Linked DNA regions of Mus musculus: region 2 is linked to region 1. The links are chromatin contacts, called in public Hi-C maps. All regions are on one chromosome and are shown on one strand. Each heading gives the region's core, a stretch centred on a gene start, on an enhancer-like site or on the middle of the called end of the contact. The rest is flanking DNA. Distances are from core to core; before and after follow the strand shown. Region 1 holds the start of 1700006F04Rik (RIKEN cDNA 1700006F04 gene). Region 2 holds the start of 4930404K13Rik (a long non-coding RNA gene).

Region 1 (4,659 bases), core at 381-2,880:
CTCACCAACCCACCCTCTCCTGCTTCCTGGCCCAGGCATTCCCCTATACTGGGGCATAGAGTCTTCACAGGACCAAGGGCCTCTCCTCCCATTGATAACCGACTAGGTCACCATCCTCTGCTACATATGCAGCTAGAACCATGAGTCCCAGCATGTGTTTTCTTTGGTTGGTGATTTAGTCCCAGGGAGCTCTGGGGGTACCGGTTAGTTCATATTGTTGTTCCTCCTATGGGACTGTAAACCCCTTCAGCTCCTTGGGTCCTTTCTAGCTCTTGCACTGAGAACCCTGTGCTCTGTCCAATGGATGGCTGTGAGCATCCACTTCTGTATTTACTGTTTTCTATTGAGGTGCAAGGAGAGTCTAGCATGATGATCTTCCATGGGTTAATATTTAGAATGGCACATCTCTGAGCATTTTCTTAAACTTTATATATTTACATGGTACATACAAATGAAATGAAGCGCACTTTGCCCACAAATATGTGAGAGTGATAAGTGCTTTTGTGGGGTTCCACATTATCCTCCCATGTGAATTCTTAGGGATACACATAAGCCTTTACTTCCAGATCGTCACCAGGAAAGTTTGGTAACATTTTGTAATGCCAATTTCTTTGTGTGATGAAGTCAATGGGTCTCACCTCATGGCACTTGGAGAGAAAAGAAATCAACCACGGAAGGTTCCTTGCTCGGTCCTTATTGGTTACGATACAGCCCTCCGTGTAGCAGCATCTCCTCATCTTGTTCTCTGCTCCAAGGCATGCAGGAATAAGGACACATATGTATGTGTGCTGCCATGTAAGGATTAAGCACCACTGTCTCTGTGAGTGTGCAGTGTATGGCATAAATTTAAAGTGCATCAGAAAGAAATCTACCTAGAGACCACTTGAGAAATGCAGTTCTTCATACCCACTTCAGACAACTATTTATTCTCTCCAGAAATTGCTCCCTCTGAGAGAGCAATCCATCCATTACAGAGGACCCATTGTGCTACACATTTGGCTACCTATGTACACGATTTACTTCATACAAGTGGGTAGCAGAATCATATGAGCCACCAAGGCCCTGAGCTATAAAACCATCATTGTGTCTCCTTTTTAACACCATCTCTTTCAGATTTATGGGTTAATTGGAGTGGTATACACTGCTCACAAACTATTTCTGGATGGTCTCAGACACCCCGTGATTAGTTGTTCTGCTTTTTATGCATAACTTTTTATCCAATCCCCATATTTCATGACAGTTTATTCACTATGAGACCAGGTTGTCATCTTGCCTATTGGAAGAAGGATACCACAGGTATCCTGCTCCAGACTGGACCTGTGGGTCTGGTTTCCCTGGGGACTGGGTTGTGTCATGTGATTTTTTTTTCTGGAAACTGTCTTAATGGGAGGATATTTTGCTTAAGCAGACACTTCAGAGGATGTTTTGCTGAGAACAGACACATGATGCTTTTCTGGAAGCTGTTGGGTGAAAGGGCATGTGATGTTTTGTTGAAGTGGATGTTTGAGAGGACATGTGATGTTTGGAAAGAGTATCCAACAGACAGTGGATGATGTTCTGACATTGGCTCACCTTGCTGATTTTCACGGGGCTTCGCTGACACTCCTCCTTGCTGACAACGTTCTGGCCTTAGTTTGCCTTGCTGTCTTCCTTGATCTTTGCTTGTCATGACTTCACAGAGAGAAGCACACCAAAGAACTTCTGGTGGCATTGTGAGCACATCTTGTGAACTCTGAGCTGATTGGTAGAGCATTGCAGTTATTCTGGATCAAGCCTCTGCTGCTGGTTCATGTTTGGTGTTTTGCTAGTGGACTGGACTGCAGACAACGAAGATTGGAGTTGCCTCAAGAAATTACTTCTAAACAGATCTATGTTCCCCCTAGTACTATTAGTCATTTTCCTCACCTACCTTTTGTTTGTGAGCTATAAGCGAGGTTGCAGCATTTAAGAACCCTTATTAAAGTAGGTTTTGAAAAATAAACTTTATGCCTAGTTTAAAATATATAAAACCAATGTATCCTTCTTGGAACAACAATAGAATAAAATAGTCAGAGATAGTTGTTAATTTAGATTGTAGATGGAGAGATAGATAGATGATAATGATAGATAGATAGATAGATAGATAGATAGATAGATAGATAGATAGATAGATAATAGGTGATGGATGGTTAATAGATAATAGATTATATAGATATAGATATGAGTAGAATAGATATAGAGAGATATTGCAATTAGAATTTTTCTCCAGTTAAAATTATGGACTTGGTGACATGTCACAGAATGACCACCTAATGGCGAGTCTGGGTTGAGCTTATTGCTTGATCTTGCTCATTGCTAGAAGTGGAAGGTAATTTCCTTCATTTAGCTTCCCAGGGTTTCTTTCTCTTGTAACTTAGATTGCTATGGGACAACTTTATTTATCTGTTCATGCAAACCTGTACTTAAAAGTTATTAGCCCACCATTTCTTACTATCTGTAGAATGTTTCATATAAGAGGAAATTTGAAAAATGTGAGTAAATTAATTATTTGTGTAGTTCAAGACACAACTGACTCTGCATAACTCCCAGGAGGAAAATGGGATCACTCACGTTACTTAGAAGAGGCCTTGACAAACTGAACCACTGAGAGAGGGTGGCCTTTAACTTGTAGATGCACTTACAGATGTGCAGTGTGCTTCTGGTGTCCAGATTTCATGGTCTATATCTCACTCTGGTTTGAAGCTTCATGATGGCAAATATCTTTGAGTCCTTTTGGCTCTAGTAATCAACCCCTTCCCCATATTCCCATAAGTAGCTCCAGTAAAGTTCATTGGTTCAAAAAAAAAAAAAAAAAAAAAAGAAGGGAAGAAAGAATTAAAAATTTTAGGAAAAAAATAGTTTGAGAAAGAGAACATCAAATAATCATAATGATATAAATTGGCCTTGTTGAATTTGATCTTTTACATTCACCCAGTGATGAAGCACAAATTTCATTATTATTAAGAAACAGGATGCACATTTTATCAGTTTGAATACAAAAGTGCAGAGAGCCCAGGAATGATAAGGAATGAAAACAGTAAGATGTCCCAGATTAGAAAGGAAAGGAACAAGGAATCCCATCTATAATTGATAAATTGAAAGTTTTAAGATTTCACCACAAGTGTTTCTGAAAACACAATATAAATCAAAGAAGAAGCTAAAGAAGTACTCTATGTAATGATCCGCTTAAAAATTGCTGAGGGCAGCCAGAAGAGGTAAGAGTGAACACAACTCTCAACGTTCATTGTGAGGAATAGATAATGATTCCATCAGCAGGATGTTCACCCTCAGTAGCCATATGGCAGGTAGCTGCTTGCAGCAGAAGTAGCCCACGGTGATTCACAGTGGCTGCTTCTAGGAGACAGAAGCAATAGAAAAACTTTCTTTTAAAATCGAGATAATTTTATAAGGTTTTGAAATACACGCTGATGTTTCCAATTAAGAACTTTGCCATATTTTTAAAACAACATTTTCAGTTTTAGTTTGTTAGTGTATAGCTATTTTGGGTCCTCTGGAGAAGTAGCCAGTGCTTTTAACTGCTGAGCCATCTCTACTGCCTGAATTCTGCCATATTTTATCTGGTTTTCTTTTTTCTTTTCCTTTTCTTTTTTCTTTTTGATTTTTTTGAGACAGGGTTTCTCTGTATAGCCCTGGCTGTCCTGGAACTCACTTTGTAGACCAGGCTGGCCTAGAACTCTGAAATCTGCCTGCCTCTGCTTCCCAAGTGCTGCTTATCTGGTTTTCTTAATTAAAAGCATTTTTTCAGGTTTTTGTGTTTCTGTATGTTCATGTATGTTGGTGTGTGTGTGTGTGTGTGTGTGTGTGTGTGTGTGTGTGTGTGCAGCATCCACTGACGGTGTGAGCATGCACATTGTTTTGAAGCCAAAGCTTCTTATTTTGCCCTAGGATCTGTCTGTCTGTCTGTCTTTACCTCCCCATTCCTGGGATTATAAGAACAAGACACCACATTTGGCCGTTTTCATATTCATCCAGTAGGTTAAACACAAGTCCTCGGAGTTGTATAGCAAACACTTAATGGCTGAGCTGCTGCTTTAGTCCATGGTTTTAGAGAGGGTCTCGGAGTTGCTAACTGCTGAAGAAAACCTCAAATCCCTGATCTGCCTGCCTCTACTGCTCAGCTGCTAGGATTATAGGTGATGATGATTGGGAACCGAACTCAGGGCTTCATCCTGATCCTCACTGGCAAGCATTCTTTCAACTAATCACAGTCCCAGACCCCAATATTCTTTTTAGCCTAGAAAGAGAAAAATACACCTGAAGAAGAAAAGTGTGCATAGCTAATTCATGCTTGGCTCCCCAGAGTTACAACTGTGTTAGTTGGTGCTGGTGTTGTATTCTCTTGATTTTTTTGTGGGTATATAAATCATAATCCTATAGCTTTTATATCAGAATAGCCAATGATCATGTATTTCTTTATCAACATTTAACCATGCCTCAAGATCATTCTAGGCTCTTTTTGCTATTTGGCCCCAGCAGTTTGGGGTCAACATGCTTATGAATCCTTCCATTAATGGACAGTTGAGTTCTTTCCAACCCTCAGTATTTTAAGTCCCATATCCTTAAGGCCAATGACCTGAGACATCTATATCCAGGTAGATGTGCATGCACAAGTGTTCTATG
Region 2 (4,891 bases), core at 6-2,505, 49 kb before region 1:
GCTGGAAGTGGGAGATAGAGCCAAAGTAGAGTAAAAGAGCAGACAAGAAATAGACTTGTCGTTCTGACCTCTCAAGTAGCAAGAATTCTGCAGGAACAGAAGCCAGCCGATGATGGAAAGCTTGTCCAGAGCAATCCGGGATGAATGGGGGAGGGGCGCTGAGCAAGATGGCGGGGATGGGGTGGGGGCTAGAAGTACTTCCGAGATCTCCCTATCCATCTGCTTTGTGCACCACACACCCAATCGATGCGAGGGGATGAGAGGGCAGCGGGCACTTATCAGGGATATTGGATTTTTATCGCTATGTTAGCAAGCAAGAGTGTGACCTTGGGAAGCGCGCTTAACTCACTATCTCGACGGCTTCATCTATTTAAGGCAACGGTAATGAGAGTTGGTTTCAGGTGCTTTGGGAGCCTCCGATGAAAGCATAGATATAATCATCGCTAGTTCCTCTTCCCTTCTCCATCGGGCCATGCTGAGCTGAGCTCTCCTCTTCCTAAGACCAATCACTTTCGAACCAGTCTATTTTCTGTTATAGATTTTTTTTAAAACCAGTCCAACTCAACCCTTTGTAAAGGCCTCTTTGGAAGTATAACAATTGGAGCTAAAATTAGTGTTATTCCCGTTTTCCGTAGAACAGGCTTTGAAGTGGTTCATGGGAAGCTCTGTGTGAGGAAGCGCTTAGACTCCGGAGCAGTGAAGGAGGAAACGTTAAATTAAGACTACTACAAAGTGCTCGTCGTCGTCGTCAAAGGGCACGCGCATGGTTCTGTTAGTATGGCAGTCACACAGTCTGCGTTTTGCATTTCTCCAGTTTTGTTCCTTATACCGTTTGTCTTAGTCTCCTTCCTGTTACTATAATGAAATACTTCGTCAAGAGCCACCCAAAGCTCGATTCTGGATTTCACTTTGGGAGTATAGTCCATGAAGGGAGTGTTGTGCAAGCAGGAGCTCAATATAGCTTGTCACATCCCTTGACTCAGGAGCTAAGTGCCAAATACACACTGCTGCTCAGATCCCTTCTTTATATAATCAAGGATTCCAGCCAGGAAGTGCTGCCATCCATAGTGGGCGGGTCTTAACACACAAATTCAGACAATCATATTATGCCTCCACCATAAGCATACAGAGCCATCTCCCTTTGATATTTAGGGATAATTATCACACCACTTTTAAATCTAATTTTTTTTGTAACCTCACAGTTACTTGAGAATAATTATGTTTGAAATCCATACTGGAATATTGTGCCTTGCAGTTTACTTTCTTGCCCAAATTTATCTCTCTCTCATATATATATATATGATGCTATATATATATATATATATATATATATATATATATATATATGATGATATATATATGATGTGTGTGTGTATACACACACACACACACACACACACACACACACACACACATACACACACACACACACAGACAGACACACTCCTTATAGTTAGGAAAGCTTACAAAGAGCTGTGAGATTCCAGCACTGTACTAAATGTATTACAAACATTAACTCATTTAATCAACAACAACAATACAATGTAGCTACTTTTAGCACTAATGCATCTGTGACCAAACTGAAACAAAGAAGCTTTAAAATCTTTGCCAAGTCGTGGAGTTCTCAGTGGGGCCGTCAGCGTCAGCTCTAAAATGGTGGCTCCCATTTCCTTGTGTTTATATGAAAGCAGACGTCTGAAATCAGTTTTAGAGAACTATCTGGTTTGGAATCTTTTCAGTTTGTAATTTTTCCACCTCAGAGTTGCTTTTCCATACCCCCCGGCTCTGCTCAGACCTCATCTGCAAAAGTCCCAGGAGGGCACTCTGCACCATTCCATACACTGGGGTCCCTTTCCTCGGTTCTCTTACTGAGTTATTCCTGGAATAAGGATGACACTGGGACACAATGTTGGTTCAAGTTTCTATTTCTTGAAAAACAAGGAAGAGAACTAGAGAGAAGACAGGAGAAGAGGAAGGGACTGGGGAAGGGAGACAGGAGAAGGACAGTGGAGGGAGTCAGGAAGTGTGGGGAGGAGCTGTCAGGCTTGAAAGCCTCCCTAGGAGCTCAATTCTCACAGGGTAAATTTAGTAACTGCTAATTATTTAGAGTCAGTGACTTGAGTGGTTAAAGAACAGGTTGGACTTCAAATAAATATACCTTGTACTGCCAAAAAGAAACAGTCTCGAATAAGGCCATTGAGCCCATGAATAATCTTTTGTTAATTTTATCCACAGGGTGCAAGGACAGAGAAGAACAGAGGATAAATCTCCAGCTGGAGTTGACACAGAACCGGCCTACAGAGAACAGCACAGTTCATCCGTCACGCCTCCTTCTGCTCTGAGCACGGGCAAGGGGAAGGTTCAGGGTCGCGTCCTGACACTCTCGGTGGACAGAGCACCTCAAGGGGTTAGTACTCATTCAAATGCCTGGAGATTGCAATTGTCAGCAGCATAACTGTTAGTCTCCTTCATAAACACACCATGGTGTGCTTACTAGTTTCTGGGTTTCTTGGTCTTTAAACCTCACACTCACTTATGTGGGTGTATCTGTGGGGTGGGTGTGTATGTATGTGTGCAGGTGGATAGACGAAAGTGCTATAACACTCATGAGTGTGTCAGAAGAAAACCGGAAGAGTTGGTTTTCTCCTTCCATCATGTGGGGAATAAAATCAAAGTGCGGTCCTTGGGTCACTCGGTGTAATGGGAGCACCTTTACGTGCTGATCTGTCTTAGTTTGAAAGGTTCACTGGATTCAGAGTTCTAGAAGAAGGCAGAAAAAAACTGCCTACATCTCTTTTATCCTGTGGCCACAAAAATATGCCAGAAAACAAAAGTTGTATGTGTGTGTGGGTGTGGGGTGGGGTGGGTGTGGTGTGGTGTGGTGTGCGGTGTGTGTGTGTGTGTGTGTGTACATCTGTATATGCATTAGCATACCAAGACATGGGATTGAATGAAAACAAAATCAAGCATTTGAAAATTTTGTGCTTTCAATATACAATGTAACATTTACATAACTGGCAATTCTCCAAACAATAAGTGTATACTTTTTTTTTTTTTTTTTGTGGCAACATTTGAACTAAAAGGTGAACATGCAGACAAGAGTTACATCACATTTTTGTGAGGGACTGTCTCTGGGAAACTCTAATATAAGAATGGTGACATCACCAATAGGCCTTCAACTTCATCCCTTTCTTCTAAGGAGGGTGATACACTGAATCTGTTCCTGGAAGGTGGATGCAGAACAACTTCATCCCTTTCTTCTAAGGAGTGATACACTGATGCTGTTCCTGGAAGGTGGGTGCAGAGATGACTGTATTTATCCCGAGTTAAAATGAAGATGGAACAAAGTGCATGCAGAAAATGGCACTGGGATACAAACAAGTCAGTTATCCAGGAGAGAACTTTTACCTGCCTGTCTCCCTGACTCAGAGAAGACAAGGCTGCCTTACCTGAGGACTCTCTGGAGAGCTAAATGGAAATATAGAACAACAATGCAAATAGATTGAGGAGAAAATGAAACCATCAAAGTCATAACAACACGGCTGCTTATGGAGTATCTGGATACAGACACGCCCTTTGATAAAAGATATTTCAGTATGTCATGTGGTCAGTGAAAGCCTGGATGTTTCTAGAATGAAATTAAATTACATAGCTTACAAAGAGTCAATATCAGCCATCTCAGCAGGAATGCTTGAGGCTGAAGGATAACCACGCCTTCAGAGAGAAGGGGAAATCATTTTCAGTGTGCATGTTTCTACCCACCCTACCCGACAACAGGAGGATGGGGAGGGAGGAGGCACATTTTCAGGAACAAACTTTAGCCACTTAATTATGGAGGTTTTCAGCTACAAAGAAAGATGCTCAAAGGGGGAGAGGGGGAGGGGGAGGATAAAGAGAAGGAAGAAAATGGGGGAAGATGCAGAGGAGGAGGAGGAGGAGGAAGAAAAGGGGTAGAGATGTCAAAGCTTTCTTGAGAATGAATACAAACATTAAATATTGCAAATTATAATTAAGTGATATAAAATTTAAATTTAAAAAGAGGGCTCATTAGATTGAAATCAATGGAAGATTTTTTTCCCTCTAGCAATGTAGTGATTTACGATGCAAGATTTCATGATTCAAAGGTATATGCTTAAATTATTTTCACAATTAAATTTGAATATTCTTCTTAGTTTTATATCTCCTTATGTAATCCTGGCACTGAAATGGAGATTTAAAGGTTAAAACCTTCTGTAATAATTATTTGGGTAAAGCATAAAACATTTACTTAGTTTTCTCTAGCATAAAACTCAATAGTATAGTCATGTAACTCAGTAGTCAGGGGTAAAATGGAGAGACGGGGGCTAGTCAGTTCTTCAGCTTTCTTTGCAAGTCAATAATTCTATGTAAAGACAATAAGTCGGGACCTGAAGACAGGAGGACACAATTAGCTTCATAACTGTGATCATAAGAAGGGAAATCATTCGGGGAGAGCTCACATCTGAAGCTTGAGAAGGAAGGCTTTTATTTCTATTTTTAGGTTCCTACAATTAAAAACTAATAATTTCCCATGGAAATGTACTACTTTAATGAAATCAGAAACTTTGAAGATTTTTGACTCTTAGGAGGGCAGATAATTGCCTTTCAGAAGTACAATAGTTAGATAATTAAAGGTTCTTCCACAACATCACATTGATTTTGCTCCTGACAAATATTGTTGATAACCTAGAAAAGGGACCTTTCCAGAGTGCAATAAAGGACACTCTAAACGCCCCTTTGTTTTCCTTTGATGGTATTTAGTTTGTGCATGCATGCGTGTGTGTGCATGTGTGTGTGTGTGCATGCATGCGTGTGTGTGCATGTGAGCATGTGTGTACCTGTATGTATGGTGTGTGTATGTATGTATGTGTAT

What was found. Hi-C and Micro-C count contacts between places; a contact is called where the count stands out from the background.
Region 2: a contact with region 1 is called in a Hi-C map of cortical neurons, with 1.9 times the contacts expected there. The contact joins the promoter of 4930404K13Rik here to the promoter of 1700006F04Rik in region 1. A contact is called at or near these places in 2 of 484 Hi-C or Micro-C datasets (cortical neurons and nephron progenitors).

What each region holds. Positions count from the first base shown.
Region 1 is chr14:119,746,198-119,750,856 of GRCm38.p6, reverse strand. 1700006F04Rik (RIKEN cDNA 1700006F04 gene) reads right to left here and starts at 1,630. Exons shown (of 3, transcript NR_045621.1): 1 at 1,573-1,630; 2 at 639-745. The region is part of intron 1 of Hs6st3 (heparan sulfate 6-O-sulfotransferase 3); the gene reads right to left.
Region 2 is chr14:119,794,804-119,799,694 of GRCm38.p6, reverse strand. It overlaps 4930404K13Rik (a long non-coding RNA gene), which reads right to left and starts at 1,255. Exons shown (of 2, transcript XR_383778.4): 1 at 350-1,255. All of the region lies in intron 1 of Hs6st3 (heparan sulfate 6-O-sulfotransferase 3), which reads right to left. It overlaps Gm41249 (a long non-coding RNA gene), which reads left to right and starts at 712. Exons shown (of 3, transcript XR_003951102.1): 1 at 712-771; 2 at 2,236-2,407; 3 at 3,200-3,662.